2 separate regions of the Mus musculus genome follow, and region 1 is linked to region 2. Evidence: chromatin contacts called from public Hi-C data. All regions are on one chromosome and are shown on one strand. The core of a region is the stretch at or near the end of the contact, and the rest is flanking DNA. Distances in the headings are between cores, read along the strand shown. Region 1 has its middle 62 kb from the start of Slit2. Region 2 has its middle 510 kb from the start of Slit2.

Evidence for each region. Hi-C and Micro-C count contacts between places; a contact is called where the count stands out from the background.
Region 1: a contact with region 2 is called in a Hi-C map of the C2C12 cell line, with 1.9 times the contacts expected there. The contact joins two enhancer-like sites.

Annotation. Positions count from the first base shown.
Region 1 is chr5:47,919,784-47,923,518 of GRCm38.p6, forward strand. No RefSeq gene overlaps it. Among named protein-coding and RNA genes, the nearest start is that of Slit2, 62 kb to the right of the region's middle. Within about 2 kb of position 1,703, at least 23 of the 459 cell types and tissues checked have an H3K27ac peak or open chromatin away from gene starts, as enhancers often do. A contact at or near this core is called in the C2C12 cell line, where this site is marked.
Region 2 is chr5:47,469,830-47,473,939 of GRCm38.p6, forward strand. No RefSeq gene overlaps it. Among named protein-coding and RNA genes, the nearest start is that of Slit2, 510 kb to the right of the region's middle. Within about 2 kb of position 2,397, at least 43 of the 459 cell types and tissues checked have an H3K27ac peak or open chromatin away from gene starts, as enhancers often do. A contact at or near this core is called in the C2C12 cell line, where this site is marked.

The sequences.
Region 1 (3,735 bases), core at 453-2,952, 450 kb after region 2:
TATAGGGGATTTTAGGATAGCATTTGAAATATAAATGAAGAAAATATCTAATAAAAAATCAAAGCTAAAATACTTTAGTGACCAACAAGATGTCCAGATACATAGTTAAACATTCTTTCTGTGTGAAAAGATGTTTTCAGAGTAGATTCACACTATTAATTACAATTATTTGTTTATTGTTGAGGCGGAAATGCCATGCATACCACAGCGTATAGAGAGAGGTCAGAGGACAACTTTCAGTAGCCTACTCCCCCACCTCTTTTCTACCTTATAATCTTAGACTGAACTCATTTCTTCAAGCTTGGCATCAAGTCCCTTTACCGTGGAGCCATGTTGCCTGGCCTATATTCACATTTACATTGTAGAAATTATTAAAGCATATGTCTTTATCCAAAGCAATGGTAGAGATGGCCCAAGCTGCTGACATCCTGATTGAATAAAATGTAGAGGAGAATAAACTTGCTATCTGCCTGACTGCTTGGTAGTGGGATTCTCCATCTTCTTCTCTGAGTTCTCCCAGTACTCCAACCTTGATTATTGACCTAACATCATCTCTTGGATTCCCTGCCCTTCATTGTACATTGTCAGCTTTACTTTGAAAAAATGAAAACAAATAGATTCAAATCAAAACCTTTTAACTTTGTCTTGACAACCATACACTTGCCATCTTGAAAACTACACGTCTCCAGGAGCACTCAGTGAGATTTCCCCAAAGGCAGAATGTTTTCAGTCACCAATGAAGAGTGATAAGGCATAGGAAAAGAGGAATCATAGCAGAACCTGGAAGTCTGATCAACTTGCTGTTTGTGCCTCTTGGAACTAGAGAAGCATAGAAGTGAAATAATTCACCTCCCAGGACATGCCCTGGATGATGAGACTTCAGATGAGGTTACATGGGAAGGCAGGCAGAGCCAGAATTCCTGATAACCACTAGATTGGTATGTTTGCCAACTTTTTGTCACTTTCTTTCCCAGATGAAAGCACTGAACACTTGCCCATGTATATTAGGAAAAATTAACAAGAGAAATCCTTAAATGTCTTGGATTTTAATAAACTTCACACAGACGATATGTTTCTGCTGTTTTTATTGTTATCATTGTTGTTTTGTTTTGTTTTGTTTTGTTTTAACTTAAAATCCTATCAATACTCTTTAATTTTTTTCCTTAGGAGCATAAAGGACATTTGGAATACATATATGTATTAAGAAAATTGCTACTTAGAGGGTTAACGGCATCTTGTTTCAATTATTGAATTGCTGCTATTTTAATTTTGTTGATATATTTAACTCTGAATGTTCTAGACTTCCCAACATCAGCTATTTGGTAAAAGAAATACGCAATGTCTCCATTAGTAGGTTTTCCAGTCTCCATTGCAAAATGCCACATTCACTGAACTGCTAAGAGCTTCTTTAGAAAGTCCTAAGCAAGTTTCGTTTTTATTGGCTGGTTCATGTCCTTTGCCTCAGTTTCTCAAGTGTTGTATGGAAATCCCCTTCCTTCATCATCAGCATGACTAATTTCTTTTTAATTAAATACCAATGTTGCTTCACTTCCTCTACATTTGGGCAGTTTTCTTCTCTTTCAACAAGCTTTTTGTGAGGAAAAAATATTTACTACAAAGTGAAAACAGGTTTCTCTGTGGGTGTCCTGATAGCATTGTCACTTTCTAGATCATAGAATGTGTTGGCAGTTTAAATGCTTGCCTGACCTTTATAGAAGTTTTCAAATAGCTATCATATTTTAGTGTTATTTCCCAACATCTCTGAGTAAACTTTGTTTAGAATTTTGCTTTTAACAAACTGGTATAGTGGAATGACTTCCAGTCCAATTGGCAACACATAAGTGAATTCTGGTGAATATACATTCCTAATGTATAGAAATGCAGATATGCTAGGAACAGGAAAGACTAACCTGACTGAGAATAAATATGTCTATAATATTGCAACATTTCTGATTTTAAGATGAGGAGATTTAGACTCAGACAATAACAAGACTAAAGTCATGGGAAATGAATAAAATATGCTGTCAGTTCTAGACACTGATATCCACTCTATCACCGCACACTGCCTTTACATTTTGGCATTTCTGGGATGAATTCCTTCCATTGAAAGGCTGTTGGAGTGAGTGGGCACGGGATGTAGAAGAATGCTGAGACATATTTGTGGCTTTAAGACAATGAACAAATCAGGCATTAGTCAGCCGTTTTCCTCTTTTCCACCCAGTTTAGAAATTTTGGAGAGACAATAAAGTATTTTATTTTATTCCAGTAACTCTTCAATACTTCCAAGAAATACAAGACAAAGAGAAAACACTTAAAGAACATGTTCCTTCACCTGAGTCATTGGACCTGTAAGTTAGAGAGAAACATTTACAAATACTAGAGAATAATATTCTTTTTAAAAATCTTTTTGTTAGCTATTTTCTTGGTTTATATTTCAAATGTTATCCCCTTTCCTGGTTTCCTCTCAAAAAAAACCCTATACCCTCTCCCCTCCCCTCCTCATCAAACCACCCACTCCCTCTTCCTGGTCCTGGCATCCAGCCTTCACAGGACCAAGGGCCTCTCCTCCTATTGATGGCCAACTAGGCCATCCTCTGCTACAATTGCAGCTAGAGCCCTGAGTCCCACTCTGTGTTTTCTTTGGTTGGTGGTTTTGTCCCAGGGAGCTCTATGGGTACTGGTTAGTTCATATTGTTGTTCCTTCTATGAGCCTGCGCAAACCCCATTAGCTCCTTGAGTAGTTTCTCTAGCTCCTTCACTGGGGACCCTGTGAACCGTTCAATGAATAGCTGTAAGCATCCACTTCTGTATTTGTCAGGCACTGGCAGAACCTCTCAGGATCTGTATGATAAGAACTTCAAGTCTCTGAAGAAAGAAACTGAAGAATATCTCAAAAAGTGGAAAGATCTCTCATGCTCATGGATTGGCAAGATTAATATAGTAAAAATGGCTATCTTGCCGAAAGTAATCTACAGACTCAAAGCAATCCCCATCAAAATTCCAACTCAATTCTTCACTGAGTTAGAAAGGGCAATTTGCAAATTCATCTGGAATAACAAAAGACCCAGGATAGCAAAAAATTATTCTAAACAATAGAAGAACTTCTGGTGGAATCACAATGCCTGACCTCAAGCTGTACTACAGAGCAATTGTGATAAAACTGCATGGTACTGATATAGTGACAGACAGTGGAATAAAACTGAAGACCCAGAAATGAGCCCACACACCTATGGTCACTTGATCTTTGACAATGGAGCTAAAACCATCCAGTGATAAAAAGACAGCATTTTCAACAAATGGTGCTGGCTCAACCTGTGGTTAGCATGTAGAAGAACTCGAATGATCCATTCTTATCTCCTTGAACTAAGTTCTAAGTGGATCAAGGTCCTCCACATAAAACCAGGACACTGAAACTTGTAGAGGAGAAAGTGGGGAAAAGCCTCAAAGATGTGGGCACAGGGGAAACATTGCTGAACAGAACACCAGTGCCTTGGGCTGTAAGATCGAGAATGGACAAATGGGACATCATGATATTGAAAAGCTTCTGAAAGGCAAAGAACACTGTCAATAAGACAAAAAGGTCACCAAAAGATTAGGAAAGGATCTTTACCGATCCTAAAACAAAGAGAGGGCTAATATCCAATATATACAAAGAACTCAAGAAGTTAAACTTCAGAGAACAAATAACCCTATTTTAAAAATGGGGTACAGATCTAAACAAAGAATTCTCAACTG
Region 2 (4,110 bases), core at 1,147-3,646:
CAACTGGTCCATATTAAACTCATTTCCAAACATATTCTATTATTCTTATTTGTATTTCAAAATAACCTGTATATTTGATGAGATTGATTCAGAGGACTAAATGCTTAATGCCCTCTGAGACTTCATAAGTTTTTACCAAGAGCCTACTGTATGCTTTGTACTACAAATTTCTTGGAACAAGCAGCTGAGAAGTCGAAAGTCACATCTTTGGGGGCATGTATAAGTCTCAAAAAATGATGTAGTTAAAGTGTCTAGAATCAGATTTGCTTGGTTAAAGTGTTAATTCCACTTTTCATGGGTGACAATCTCTTTGTGACCTCATCTACCTCCTTGTTTATTTTTGTCTGCTTTTCACATTGACATCATGTTAGTTGTGAATCTTTGCGGTGTTTCAGAGTAGAATTTGATAGCACATGTGAAATACTTAGACTTGCACACTACTGACCAGCAGATATAAAAAAGCATTCAAGTGTCAGAACTATCACTTATTCCAGGGAGCACTGTAGTGAGTACTACCGCCTTCATCATGGGATATGACCATTTTGAGTTAAGAAGATCTTTCTCTTGTGCTTTACCCAGTATGATATCTCGTAAAATATATTCTGTCTGCAGAGAGGAAGACATATTGAGGTCTGGATTAAGGAAAGACTGGTGATAGGTTTCAAAACATGTGTCTTGTTTCTTTGTGTTCCAAGGTTATAATACTAGTTTAGACACTAGTTTAGACACTGCAAATTGCAAATTTGAAGAATGAAACATTGTTGCTGATGCCAGAGAATGTTGTCATGCAGGACACTACAACAGGCATCTTTTTATCATTGATTGCTCAGTACTTTCTGCAGCTTAAATAGTCAAATGCTCACAGTCGGGTTCTGGGAGTGAGTTTCATTATTTGAAATATTTACAGAGCTTGGAAAATAAAATGGCTTAACGTCACCCAGGAAAACTTGGAACCAGACGTTAAGTTCTGTAGGGATAGATGTGAGATGAGTGTTTCACTCTGTACAGTCTACCAATCTCCTTGCTTACCAATGCAAAGGAAGTAAGTATTTTTTAATTGCATATACTAAGTACACATATTTGTTGAAATGTTAGATGATGGAAAATATGAGTCACATTCTTTGCATAAACATTATAAAAACGCTTTTCACAAAAAATATGAGACAATGTACTCTGCATGTGTAATATCTTGAAAAAAACATTGAGGACAAAAAGCAAAATATTCCACATTTTGAGGAAGTGGGCTCCAAATTAATGCCAGGTGAGAGGTGGTAACTGGGGAAATGGTATAAGAGCAAGCTCACACCAAAGTGCAATTCATCTTATTCATTGTTCACAAACTGAGAAGCTGGCTGGATAACAGAATTTGATTGTGTAACTGGGTGTTTATGTCAGTTATAGGCAGGAAATACTGGTCAATAATGTGAACATATTCAGATGCTAACTTTAAATAGGAGCTTTGCAACAACTATACCTACACAAATCTACTTGGCATTTTGGAAGGACGCGTGCAGGATGGGGTAGGACATTTAGCCAGCTGATCTGTTAAATGCTTGCCATGTGAGACAGATAAGGAAATCTTTAGTTCCCACTTCTCAGGTCCTGAAGAGCTGTGGATTTAGTCCATTACCTTACTAGAAAAATAAATGTGGCTCTTTTGGATGATGACTTAAGTGTAGTATCTAGAGATGCGTTTTTTCACTTGTTCTCAACGTGCCCTTTTGAATAGGATGATTAAATGTTGACCAGAACAGAAATCATTATGCTTTTTTAATTTTTAAGAATTTATTTATTTTATAACTGTCATTTTAAATTTTAATTAATTTATATTTACACTTCATATTTTATTCCCTCTCCAATTCACCCTCTGTCTGTTCCACATCCCATACCTCACCCCACAACCTCCTGTTTCCACGTGGATGTCCCCACCCCCCACCCCACCTGACCTCTAAACCCCCTAGGGCCTCCAGTCTCTTGAGGGTTAGGTGCATCATCTCTGAATGAACACAAACCTGGAAGACTTCTACTGTATGTATGTTGAAGGCATCATATCAGCTGGTTTATGTTGCCTGAAATCACTATGCTTTATTTTTTTGAACTAGAATCAACTATAGGTAAGAAAATCTTTGAGAAAATGAATAAATGTACTGAAAATTGGAAAAAATGAATAATTTTAAAGATTTGTAGTGCACAACATGTGGAAGAAAACCATGCTATAATGACTATGACCTCCATAATTCTGTTACCAAGCAACATATGTGTGCATTCAGGAGGGCACAAAAGTACTCTAATCTCAGCCACATGTGAGAATTAAACTGCCATCTAATCCAGGACCCTTCTGTGTATGAGCGGTGAGGTCATCCCACTGTTTCCCTGACACTTCATGTACTATGTAATGACATTTGATATTGCTCTGACGTGGCTGCTTTGGAAGCATTAACACATTGCAGGAGAGAGGTTCATTGTGTTTGAGGAGTCGTGCTCAACAAATTCAATACTCAATCTCAATACACCAAGGGAAAAATAGAACAAGATCGGGTAACAGAGAACAGGGGAGTGAGATGATTTTCTTGCAGGCACGAGATCACTTCCACTTTGCTCAAATGAGGAGGGCTTACACACACTCAGTTTTCTGCAATGCTCCAGTAACCTTCAATAGTTCGAGCCCTGGATCAAATGTTATTCTCCTACCACTTCCGACAGAGAAAAGGCACTTTCATCCCTGAGTCACTTCAAGAAATGAATAATATCTAAACAGTGTGGCCTCTTCTAAGTTAGCCTGAGGTTTGGACACACACCAAAGAGGAAGTACAAGAATAAACATAGCCAAGGCAAAGAATTGGATGAGAAATCCTGAGGACTTTTGGAGTAGGGAAAGGAAAAACAATGTGAAACATGAGTATATCCAGAGAATGAGTTCATTTATGTAACCTGCAGTGATTGGCAACCATTGGCTGGCTTTCTTACACAAATCCTCAAATAAGAAGATAGACACACCTCCAAGGGAAGTGGATCCTTACCAGGAAATGTATGTGCAACCTTCTTACAGATCCATGAGTTTTAAACTGGTCATGCTTTTGTGTCCATTAGCACCTGTCTGCCCTCTGTCCATTACCTTTCTTGTTAGAAAACATAAAAGCCATTTAAGACAGGATTTGGTTATGTGAAATTTCTCTACCAGAAGTATCTGGGACATGCATTCTCCCATTTCTTCATATTTTCTCTTTCTTCTTCCTTCCATTCATTCCTCCTTATCTGTCTATAAAAGCAGGGGGGAAAGTAGGTGTTTTACACTCATTTCCCCTGTCATAAGTGGAGCAAGATCTGCTAATGTTCTCTTTCCAAATCTATCTACCTAAAATTGTATGAGCAGCAGACTTGCCCTGCACTGCGACCTTTATTTTGTATCAGAGTATTTTACATACAATAATGATGGATCAGTTCAACTTGCTATAGTCTTGGATATTCAAATTAAAATGTGAAGGCATCCATATTTTAACATATTAATTAACTTGTCTGTGTTGTCTCCACACAATAAGCTAAAGGAGGCAGGATTTTTCCCTCATTCATGGAACTTCCCCACAGCAGTCACTGGATAAGGGTATTTTCAAAGAAGCTAGGAGAGAAAGACAAACACATGAGAATGGAATTTACATGGGAGACGGATCTACATACTCATTGTCAGGACTCCCAAATGAGACTTTGTCCTAACTATGTAAATATATGAAAGTGAAACTTAATAGGCTATTTTATAAAATTCAGTTCCACAAGTTGTCAAAGACCAGTCATGCCTGGAGAAAAGCGAATCTTCCTCTACCCAAATATTTCTTGGAAAAGAGCTCACCACAGATTGTCTATGTCCTTTGTCACAGACATGACTGACTTGTATATCCCCATGGAGGTGGTAAAGAAGGAACCTGGAGGTTTTTGGAGCAAGAGAATGAATTTTGGAGACACAAAGATCTGACCTCAAACATCTTCCATTTAATACCCTGAGAGCAGGTACAGGTTGCTTGTGCCCCCTGAACCAGGTTTTCTTAGCAAATCTAAACCCTATTGTTCTCAGCCACCTTCAGTTCTGTCCTAAAGAGACATAATAACACTTAGACT